Regions from separate parts of the Zea mays genome. Here region 2 is linked to region 1. The links are chromatin contacts, called in public Hi-C maps. All regions are on one chromosome and are shown on one strand. Each heading gives the region's core, a stretch centred on a gene start, on an enhancer-like site or on the middle of the called end of the contact. The rest is flanking DNA. Distances are from core to core; before and after follow the strand shown.

Region 1 (6,063 bases), core at 1,041-3,540:
GGATATCTCATACAGTACAAGGTGCCTTGACTACTGAAGACAAGTTATCAACTAGATATGCTTAGAAGCCAAGTAACTTGGCAAGATCCCCTTGGATATGACTAGATTTCCTTATAACCAACTAGGAAACTTTGTCTTAAGGTCGATTAGGATTTAGGACTCCATGGGCAACCTATTCTATGGGCTATATGAGGAGGGATATATAGGGGACCCCTAACTGACATATTCCACACAACTCATCATAGAAACTTTCTGCACTATAACTAGAATCCAACGACCCTGTAACTCGAGTGCATATCACAAAGAGAAGCTTTCTGCACTGGACGTAGTGTACTTTGTACTTGAAACTTATATAAATTTGTGCCTTTTATACTCCATCGTTCGAAAATATAGTACTTTTTTGTCTCTTTTTTCGTCCACTCATTCGAATGATAATAAATATAGACATACATAACAACTATATTTATAGGTTAATTAATAAATATATATTTAGTCTAAAACAAAATATATTTTACCCATTTTATTCCTTATGCATGAAACGTTGATCTACTTGTCAGATGGAAAAATACTACGACGTTGTTGTACCAGACCGCACCTAAATCAAACTGTTTTCAGAGATGGCCATTCTATTATTGTAGATTTGTGATACGATGTACTTTTTTATCCATAAAATACCATACCATTATGATATGGATATCTTGATGAGAGGGACTCATTATCTCTCTCTCTATATATATAAACACCTATATATCAAACAGGCATAAAGAAAAAACAGATGATTTTTTTTCTGAAGTAGAGTGACAGAAGCAGAAGTGTGAGTCTTTTTGTTTCAATTTTATAATGTGTAAAGAAAATGACGCCAATGAAATATGTGTCTGGGCTGACGTGTTGTTTGGTGAAAGCCAATTTTGTTGTATATAGGGGGGCCAGAGCCCAGTTGTATTTGTTGCCGGGACTGGCGCAAAAAAAAATCCCCTTGGATATGACTAGATTTCCTTATAACGAACTAGGAACTTCATGTTAAGGTCGATTAGGATTTAGGACTCCATCGGCAATCTATTCTACGGGCTATATGAGGAGGGATAGGGGTCCCCTAAGTGACATTCCACACAACTCATCATAGAACTAGAATCCAACGGCCTGTAACCCAAGTGCATAGCATAAAGAGAAGCTTTCTGCACTGGATGTAGTGTACTTTATACTTGAAACTTGTATAAATTTGTGTCTTTTATACTCCCTCAGTTTGAAATATAGTTCTTTCTAGCCTCTTTTTTTCCGTCCACACTCATTTGAATGATAATAAATATAGATATACATACAAACTATATTCATAGGTTAATTAATAAATGTATATTTAGTCTAAAATGAAATATATTTTACCCATCGTATTCCTTATGCATGAAATGTTGATCTACTTGTCTGATGGAAAAATACTACGACGTTGTTGTACCAGACCGCACCTAAATCAAACTGTTTTCAGAGATGGCCATTCTATTATTGTAGATTTGTGATACGTACGATGTACTTTTTTATCCATAAAATACCGTACCATTATGATATGGATATCTTGATGAGAGGGACTCATTATCTCTCTCTATATATATAAACACCTATATATCAAACAGGCATCAAGAAAAATAGATGATTTTTTTTTCTGAAGTAGAGTGACAGAAGCAGCTGAAGTGTGAGTCTTTTTGTTTCAATTTTATAATGTGTAAAGAAAATGACGCCAATGAAATATGTGTCTGGGCTGACGTGTTGTTTGGTGAAAGCCAATTTTGTTGTATATAGGGGGGCCAGAGCCCAGTTGTATTTGTTGCCCGGACTGGCGCCAAAAAAAAAAATCCGGATAGTACTATTCCGCTAACTGTGTCACACTTTATCTAAAATTAGTCATCCAAATTAAAGAACTAACCTTAGATACAAAAAATTAAACAAAGTATGACAAGTTAGGTAGCAAACTAAACTAAAGAGGATAACACAACAGTTAACCGTCGACGTGCGCGGCCTGAATTTACTACTACAGATAACACGACAGTTAACGAGCGGGTATGGGTTGTTTTCCTTGAGCACTGTTGTTCTCTAGAATCTCTGAATCTCTCTCTGTCTTGATGACACCGAGCGGAAATAGCAGTTGGAAGAGGTGATTGGGCTTCAGCGCGCGATCCAACCCAAGTGGGTTCCACAACGTGAACCTCATGCAGCTTAAAATACAGCCAGTTGTGATCCATCTGCCACAGCTGTTTCTACCTCAGATGTGCTACACAGTGTATTACCTGTTTCTACCTCGCAGATGTGCTACACAGTTGCTTATGACTGCCTATAAAATGGCCGGGATCGGTGAGGCTGCTGGAACCAAGGAGAGAGAGCATATATATCCACCGATCATGATGAAGGGTGGCAGCAAGAAGGAAGTGGCCGGTGCGGCGGCGGTGGTGGCCATACTGCTGGTTCTGCAGCTGATGGCAGCTCCACCGACGGCCATGGCCGCCCGCTCGCCGCGCGGAGCCGTGCCGGATGGCTCCCTCGCCACGACGCCCAAGGTGACGATGCTGTCAGCCACGCTGTGCTACACGGGGGAGACATGCAAATACATTACCTGCCTCACTCCTGCTTGCTCCTGTAACTATGATGATCGTCGCTGCTACATCATATTTACTCCTGCTGCTGCTTGAGGCCATTCTGTGTACGTGAATGAAGCCACTACTACTCTCACACAGCATGCGCCGGCCGACGACGTGCGTACGTATATATATACGCTCTACCTCGTGAGCTTTTGTTCGAGTGATACGTGTTTCAAGGCATCCATCCATCCATGGATGCTTATGTACGTATATGTGTTAGTCGTGTGTCAGGCAACCGGGCAGCAGAAGGGGGTGTTGTATTATATATATTTACGTCTTCTGGTGATTAAATAATAAAGGGGGGCATGTTGGATGTGTGCAAGGCATATCTGTAGAGCAATTTTATTGCTCGCACTGCCATAATGGCAAAAATCCAAAAATCTTATGCCTGGATTTTATTCAAACGAAAAAAGCAACACCAAAATTGTTAGCAAGCAAGATGCTGATCAATATATGAAGGATTTGACCACGCCTTGAGAGCACAACCTGACCTGCTATTTCTATTGTTTTGCCAATGATTAGCATCCATCGTATTACATATACTGCAAAAACTAAAAGGAAGGAAAACACATGTTTGTGTTATGAATCAATACGACACAAAGTATATCAAACACAGAGAAGACACAGACTTAACGTCGAAAACCCCTCTAAAACGAAGGGGAAAAACCACGGGCGCTGACTAGTAACAATATCACTATTTTTCGGGTGATTACAGATCGCAGGAGATTTACAATGAGGTGATGATTTCCTGCGGATTGTAAGTGTATTTATAGAGACGAAACCCTAAGGTGAGTAGGGAACGATCTGTACCGCAGGGGGCGGAGCGCCGGAGCCCCCCACACCCTCCTAGGCGTCCCTGGGATGTGGGCCGAAAGCCAATTGGCATCGCTACGCTCTGGCCCAAGCCTCAGTTTCGCTTGCCAATTTGGATGCCTTCTTCAGAATTTGGATCACAAACTCCACCTTGAGACAAATTCTTTGTAGTATCCTAATAGCAAACTCCACCTCACACAATGCATCATCATCATGCCGACGCCAACAGCCACTAGGGACTAATTTGTAATACCAATTAACCTTGAGCATAGCTCAAACTTAGCAACAGGAACATGTTTCGTCATCATATCATCAGGATTATCATGAGTACTGATCTTGCATACCTTCACCAAACCCGATGTAATTTCGGATGGTCTGAGCAAAAATGCAGAGAGCCGCTATCTGTTTGGTCTTTTCTGTTTATATTGATTATTCAGTCTGCCAACCGATCAACCCGCCTCTATCACGAACGGCGCCATGACGAGCACGACGTGCGCACCGTTCGGGAGCGAGAAGACCGGGCACGATCACACGCGCAAGCGCGCTTTTACGCAGGCGTCTAACCCGGCGATCAGGACAAGCCCCTGACTCAGCCGCTTATTACAACTATACTGAAATGAAACGTAAGCCAACAGAGAACTGAAACTATATAACAGTGCACCCCAGAACAATCCCGCTCCTTCTTCTCCGACGCCTCCTGGGTCTCCCTGACCTAGACAGGAGCGTGAAGATACCACCGGCAGTTAAGGCGTGCATCCTCGACGATGCTGTGGCACGCGACATCGGCGTGGGGCAACCGCTCAGTAATGGCAGAAGTTCTCTGCTCCGAAGCCGAGTCGGCGGCGAGAGGTTCCTGTGGGCTTGTTGCAGTGGTAGTAGCAGCACTACTGCTGGTACCTCTGGCATCATACTCACATGGCACATTGCCACATGCATCCTCGAGGTGAGGCATCCATACCAGTGTGGCGGCGGCGGCTGCCAAGAACAGCTGAACCGTCACAAGATCGCTGCCACTCACCTCTCACGCTACTGCGCGTACCTGATGGCCTGGTATCCGGACCTGCTCCCTGACCATGAGGAGTGGAGCACCGCCCTGTATGAGACGGTGAAGGACGACGCTAGGCGTGCCCTCGCAGGGTGCAGCGCCGGCTGTGCTGCGGTACTGGGACCAGAGGCCGAGTATGTGAGCAGGCCAGTGATCCAGTCGCTGAGCGTCTACTCCAGGCACGAGGGGCTCAGGAAAGGCGTCGTGCTTGGAAAGCAGCTGGTGGAGCTGATGGAAGGCGAGGAAACTGCGTGGATGGTGCTGGCGGAATTCTGGTCGGAGATGATCCTGTACGTCGCTGCCTCGGACATTGCATTGCACGGGGTGGTGAGCTGATAACGCTGCTCTGGGCGTTGCTCTCCCATGTTGGGATCGGGAGTCGGCCTTGTTGAGTTTGTGATCTAAATTCTGAAGAAGGCGACCAAATTGACAAGCGAAGCAGAGGCCCATCGTCGAGCTGTTTTTCAAGCACGACGTCTTTCCTACTCGTTTTAAGGTTTCAACTCTATAAACATCTTTGTAAGCCGCAGGAGATAGTCATCTCATTTGTAAATCTCCTACGATCTGTAACCACCCGAAAATAGTGAGATTGTTGCTGGCCGGCGTCCGTGGGTTTTTCCCCTTCGCCTTGAAGGGGTTTTCCACGTTAAATTTGTGTCTTCTCTGTGATTGATTTTCTTTGTGTCATATTCATTCTTAACAAGTGGTATCGGAGCTAGTTGTTTGGTGATCGGTGTGCTAGGGTTTCCTGCCGGCGCACAGATGTCGATGACAATGAAGTACGATCTTCCGCTGCTGGATCTCGACACGTGTTTCTCGCTGTGGCAGGTGAAGATGTGGGCGATTCTCTCGTAGTCTGATCGCGACCTGGATGATGCCCTAGATGGATTTGGCAACAAGGACGCCAGGACATGGACTGATGAGGAAAGGCACAAGGATCATAAGGCGTTCGCACATATTCACCTTCATCTGTCTAACAATATCCTGCATGAGGTTCTGACGGAGAAAACCGCCACTGCTCTTTGGTTGAAGCTGGAGTCGATCTGTATGTCAAAGGATCTGACCAGCAAGATGCATGTCAAAATGAAGTTGTTCTCCCACAAGTTGGAGGAAGGAGGCTCCATTCTGACGCACATATCGGTGTTTAAGGAGATCGCGGCCGATCTGACGTCTATGGAGGTAAAGTTTGATGATGAAGACCTAGCTCTTCTTCTCCTGTGTTCCCTCCCTGCATCGTTTAGCAATTTTTGAGATACCATCCTATACAGTCGTGATACTCTAACCGTGGCTGAAGTGTATGAAGCTTTGACTGCGAAAGAAAAGATGAGACAGATGGTTAACTCGGAAGATGCTGCTGGCTCGAGTGGAGAAGCTTTGTATGTCCATGGCCGCACTGAGCAGAAAAAGTCCAACTCAGGTGGCAAAGGAAAGGGAAAGAACTAGAGGGGTCGCTCCAAGTCAAGGGGCCCATCCGATGAATTATTTTGCAAATACTGCAAGAAGACGAACCATGTAATTGAGAACTGTTACAAACTGCAGAACAAGGGAGAAGAGGAACAAGGAGAAGGGTAAGAACGGTGG
Region 2 (6,063 bases), core at 1,672-4,171, 170 kb after region 1:
GACCTGACCCAGTGGACGATGTCCACGCCGTCCCCGAACTCGCCTACCGGCTTCTTTCCCGTTACCAGCTCCAGGAGCACCACGCCGAAGCTGTACACGTCGCTCTTCTCGTCCACCTTGAGGGTGTATGCGTACTCTGTACATCCACAAGGTAGCGATCCGATGAAGGATTAGTTGATTTTCAGATTATAAGTTGTATATTTCTGACATATCAGAACAAGGAAACAAACTTTAGCGAGCCATAAATAAAGGGATGCTATGTTTCATTAGCTAAAGGGGGCCAAGTAGTAACAGACAGCAACATGTTTACCACTATATGAGATAAACAAGCATCAACTGTATTCAGAATTAATCTGTAGACAACTGTGAACTGTAATAAGGATAGAAATTTTACCTGGGGCAATATAGCCATAGGAGCCAGCAATGGCAGACATACACTGTGATGCGCCAGAGTCCTGCAAGAACTTGGCGAGCCCGAAATCAGCAACGTGTGCTTCGAAATCGGAATCAAGCAGGATGTTGTTCGATTTAACATCGCGGTGCAGGATCGGCGGCGAGCAATCGTGGTGCAGGTAGCTGAGCCCCTTGGCGGCCTCGACGGCGATCTTGTAGCGAGTGTCCCAGTGGAGATGGCCACCTTTCTTGCCATGGAGCAGCTCCCCCAGGCTCCCGTTGGGCATGAACTCGTACACCAGGAGATTCGTCTCGTTGTTCGAGCAGAAGCCGAGCAACCTCACGATGTAGCGGTGTCGGATCCTCCCGAGGGTTTGTATCTCTGCAGAGAACCCGTGGTCGTGTGACGAGCCACGGCTCATCGACGAAAGCCGCTTCACTGCGACATGCTCACCGTCCGGCATCGTCCCCTTGTACACGATCCCGGCTCCACCTTTGCCGATGATGTTCTCCTCCTTCAGACTGTCTAGCACGTCGTCGCAGGTGAACTCGAGGCGCTGGAACGCAGTGAGCCTCCAAGCGCGTGCCTCGCTGGCTTTCTTCAGTGACCGGGCCTTCAAGATCGCCATGGCAGCAAACGCAATGGAGCAGACAAGTAAGCCGAGGACGATTAGCAGCTTGAAGGTATTGGACATGCCGCCATAGGTGTGTGCATCATGGCCCGTGCCGGCGCCGCCAGAATGGCATGGTCCAAGGTACGGCCCACACAACCCCGGGTTGCCGACGAAGGATGTGGCATTGAAGTAGCTGAACTGCCCAGTCGCCGGCACGAGCCCGGACAGGTTGTTGTAGGAGAAGTCCACGGCCGTGAGGCTCTGCATCGCAGCAATGGTTGCCGGTATCTCTCCACCGAGGTGGTTCCGGGACAGGTTCAGGTAGTTGAGGATTCGCATGCCGGAGATGGCCGGCGGTATCTCCCCGGACAGGTTGTTCCGGCTGAGGTCCAGGTAGGTGAGCAACCGGCACTTCCCGATCTCTGGCGGCACACCGCCGTCAAGCGTGTTGCCGCTCAGGTCAGCCTTAGACAACTGCTGCAGCCGCCCGATCTCCGGCGGTACTGCGCCGGTGAATGCATTCTGGTCGAGAAGCAGTTTTTGCAAACCTGAGAACTTCCCGATGGACGCCGGCAGTGCGCCGGTGAGCTGGTTGTTGGAGAGAGTGATCGCCCCCAGATTCGGCGCACCGGTGCCGGAAACCGCCGGGAAGCCGCCGGACAGGAGGTTGTCCTGCAGCTCAACCTGCGTCAGATTCGGCAGCTCAAAGAGACCATCCGGGATGGAACCGTTCAGGTAGTTCTCGCCGAGGCGGATGCGGGAGAGTGCCTCGCATTTCCCCAGTGGTTCAGGGATTGAGCCAAAGAGGAAGTTGCCGAGCGCGATGAGGGTCTCCAGCTTGCCACCGGCGCATAGCTCCGGCGGGAGGGTGCCGGTGAGCCTGTTGGACGAGAGGTCGACCAGCTGGAGCCGTCCATTGCGGCCGAGCCGGCGCGGGATGCCGCCGGTGAAGTTGTTCTCCCAGAGCTGCAGCACCTCGAGGCTGGGCAGGTCGCCGACGAGCTCCGGTATGCTGCCTCTCAGCTTGTTGCGGAAGAGGTTGAGCAAAGTGAGGTTCCTGAGCGCCGCGAAGCTCGCTGGGATCTCGCCGGTGAGCGCGTTGTTGGACAGGTCGAGCGAGCTGAGGCTCTTGAGCCGGCCCAGCTCCGGCGGGATGGCGCCGGCGAGCCCGTTCACCTGCAGGAAGAGCGTGTCGAGGTTGGCGAGGTTCCCGAGCTCCGGCGGAATCTCGCCGGAGAGCCCGCAGTTGGCGGCGTCGAGGCGGACGAGATCCGTCATGTTGCCGAGCTCCGGGGGTAGGCCGCTGGAGTAGCTGTTGTAGTAGCCAATGTAGAGCTCCCTGAGGGTGGTGAGGCCGCCGAGCTCCGGAGGAATCCTCCCCGACAGCTCGTTCCCGGAGACGGCGAGGTACTGCAGCCTCCGCCAGCGGCCGTACTCGGGCGGGATCTCGCCGGAGAAGAAGTTGCCGCCGAGGTGGAGGTGGCGGAGCACCGGCAGGCCCACGACCGCGAGCGGGAGCGGGCCGGTGAGGTTGTTGTTGTAGAGGTCGAGCACGCGGAGCGCCCGCAGGCGCGCGAGCGGCGGCGGGAAGGTGCCGTTGAGCACGTTGTTGGAGAGGTTGAGGTGGGTGAGGGACTGGAGCCGGGACAGCGGCGCCGGGATGGGGCCGCAGAGCGCGTTCGCGGCGAGGTCGAGGCGCGCGAGGTGCGCGAGGCGGGACAGCGCCGTGGGCACCGGGCCCGAGAGGTTGCGGCCGGAGAGGTCGAGGCCGATGACCGCGGCGCGCGCGTTGCACGTCACGCCGGACCACGCGCAGGCGCCGGTGCTGGTGGCGTTCGTCCAGGACGCGAGCGCGCCGGCCGGGTCCGACAGCACCGCCTTCGCCGCCAGCAGCGCGTCCGCATCCGAGCCAGCCGCGGCCGCGCCACCGGCAGCACCCGCCACCGCGGCGGCGGTGGCGAGGAAGGTGAGGAGGAGGAGGAGGAGGAGGCGCATTGGCATTGGGTTCGTTCGAGGCTCCGTCTCCGTCGGGAGAGTGGAGACAAGGGAGTGAGGCCGCGGCCCGCGAGAAAAGGAGAGAGCTTTATGATAGGCTGACTGGTCGTTCTTGGATGAAGCAACACACACTGACACACCTACTCAGTAGGCCGCTAGAGCGGCTATAAAAAAAAGCATGTGATTCCTGGTTGGATTTTCTAGAGAGGAAAAGGTGTTCTTTTGAGAAACTTGTCTTTTCCTTCTTTTTCTTAGAAAAAAAACTGTTCTTTTGAGTAGGAGCACCGAGCACTTGTCTTTTGTTGGTTGATTTGGTAGGTTTTTCTGTAACATTCTTTACTTTTTTTTCGGATGGGACAGGTGTGATTTAGAATTTGTTTATGAAAGTTGCCTTTCTGGGTTGGTACGTGTTTACAACCAGGATCCGGGATCCAGTGCAGTTTGCTTCATGTCATAAACTAATAATGGGTTCCAGCAATGCAATTGTTTGTTTGCAAAGGATTGTTGATAGCTTCAAGAGAACAAAAGGTGGTTAAAAAGCTTGGAGAGAGGGATTTATCGCCGCCTCCAGTTAAGAGTTTTTTCCCCTTATAACCCGCTTATTTTATTCTGACAAATTTAATATGAAACTATCTGATAAAGAGAAAATAGATCTGTTGTCTCGGTCTATCAAAAAAAATTAAAAATAAATTTTTATTTGTATTAAAAAAGAATATAAGTAAAATGGATAACTTTGTAAATGTTCCCGACAGATGAAGAAACAGATTGTTTCCTTATTGATTTTATTGTCACAATAATAAGGTCTCGTTTGGTTTGAGGAACTAAAGATTATTCCATCTATTTTAGTCATATTTAGTCTCTAAATTGTCGAACTGTAGGATTAAAATAGAGACTAAATTGTTTTAGTCTCAAGTCTTTCCAGGGACGACTAAAAAAGACTAAACCATATAAATCCCAGTTTTTATCCACCTTTATTTCAGTTACGCTAATAGAGAAAGAATGCTAAGAGATATTTTAGTAATTTTATGATTTATTTAATATTTTTTTGAATACTTTTAGTTCCTATAACCAAATATGATTGTGACTAAAATTTAGTCTTCTAACTAAACTTTAGTCACTGGACTAAAGAACCAAACGGAGTCTACTTTTCTAATAAAAGAAAGCTCCAACCTCTGTCGTCCGAGTGTAGTCAACCGCAAAACAAGCCACGAGATTTTGATGTGCTTACAAACAAGTCGGAAATTTAAAAAAAAACAACAAAGTTTAAGTCTAGTTTTTAAAAATCTAGTTTCTATCTTCAGTTTATAAAAGCTGTTTTATAGAAGAAAATCTAGTTTTTAAGAATCTTTACAATTCCAATAATTTATAAAAAGATAAAGGTACTGTTACGTATAGTCAGATCTGCAGCTATGTTTACAATAAAAAGTATACTACATGACTATTCTAACGACATTTATTACACATTACAAACATTAACATTTTCCGGTTTACATAAGGTTAAAGTAAAAGAAAAGACCTTTTGCTTCTCGGAAAGCTGGCGCATATATGCTTTTCGGGACCGGCGGGGTCTGAGGGAAAGACAGAGCAGATGGAATCTTGCGTCAGAAGCATGGGTGCATCCAAATCATAGTAGTTGGTCCTGCATTTGCACACCCGTTTCACCAGTGGATGTGGATTGTTCCGGCACGCCGTCGGCTTCCATCCCATCCCATGCTGCACCGGCGGACCACCTGTATAACGTAACGACAGGCACAGCGATCCCCCGTTCGCTCTCAGGGCAGTATGGATCTCTACGGTGCAAGAACAGAGAGGGAGAGTATCGAGCCAGCTTATAACCTCGACTAGTCTGAGTTCGAGCTAGGTCTGACTCGACTCGTTAAGCTAACAAGCTAAATAGTTATCTTGAGCTGACTCATTTAGCTCGAGAGTCAGAGTAGAAAAAAAAATATATAAAGAATAATTAATTTATAGTTAATTTTAAACTAATTTAATAATATAAAAATAATAATTATACTCATAGTTTCACAGACCAGATACATGAAATTAACACAACTCGTCACTCATCAATTTACAATACACACAGGTTCATCAGTTTAACCCGCAGTTATATTCGCATAGACCAAGACACGGCTCATCAATAATTAGTTTATCTCGTAGGACATAAACACCAACATGTTCATCGATTGTTACGTATACGATATGTGTATAGCTTCTCTTTGTTGAAATGTGATAGATTGTTTGGTTAACGAACCAAGTTAAAATATCAGTTTAGCTCGTGAAAAAAAAATTCAAATGAGAGAATGAGCCACGAACATTTCATCCAAAAAAAAAACCTCCTCCAGCTGCCAGCCATCCCACTGGCAGCCCTGAGCCAGGCCCAGCCGCAGTGCAGCAGCCCTTACCAGAAATTCTGGTCCGTCCGTGTGCCACCCATTTCCGGCGGCCCAATAGGCCCAATGGTCACAAGAACCCCTTTTTTGTTTAAAAAGAATGGTCAAAAGGACCAGTAAGAGGCACTAGCAAAAAAAATAATCGTAGTTAAGAAGATAGTGCATACTGTAGGAGGCAGTAGAAAAAAAAAATATTGGTGAAGATATATAGATACAGTAGCCTTGGCTCCACACACACACACAGCAGTCCTGTCCTGTCACTCGCTTTCCATTCCATACGCTGGTTGGTAGGTGAAACGTTGCACATCATCGTAACCAGGACCGCCACGCCACCGTTCCCAGTCGCCTCGCCGCTCAGCAGCTTCCAAATCTGCAATCTACTAGCTTGTTTTGTTTGGTCCAGGTCAGGGAAATATCCCATCAATCATGTGTGCCACTGCCATGCCAACAGGTTAGGCAGCTCTCCTCTCTCTCTCTTTTTTTTTTCTTACCTGTCTGCCGTACATGATCAATGGACATTACCTCAGCACTCGACCGTGGATAAACATGTACAGTGAGCTATTGCGTCTTTTTTTTTCTTCTTCTTCTTCTAATAGGCTTGTTAGGAATAAAATTAAAAGGCAAATCTTCATTGATGTCGAACCACTAGTTAAATGTCATTTAGACTATAT

The links. Hi-C and Micro-C count contacts between places; a contact is called where the count stands out from the background.
Region 2: a contact with region 1 is called in a Hi-C map of ear, with 3 times the contacts expected there. The contact joins the promoter of LOC100383797 here to the promoter of LOC103631923 in region 1. A contact is called at or near these places in 3 of 25 Hi-C or Micro-C datasets (ear and leaf).

What each region holds. Positions count from the first base shown.
Region 1 is chr7:4,012,805-4,018,867 of Zm-B73-REFERENCE-NAM-5.0, forward strand. It overlaps LOC103631923, which reads left to right and starts at 2,291. Exons shown (of 1, transcript NM_001371230.1): 1 at 2,291-2,946. The coding sequence starts at 2,313. The coding sequence ends at 2,675. It also overlaps the pseudogene LOC115208754.
Region 2 is chr7:4,184,179-4,190,241 of Zm-B73-REFERENCE-NAM-5.0, forward strand. It overlaps LOC100383797, which reads right to left and starts at 2,922. Exons shown (of 2, transcript NM_001368210.1): 1 at 395-2,922; 2 at 1-136. The coding sequence starts at 2,285.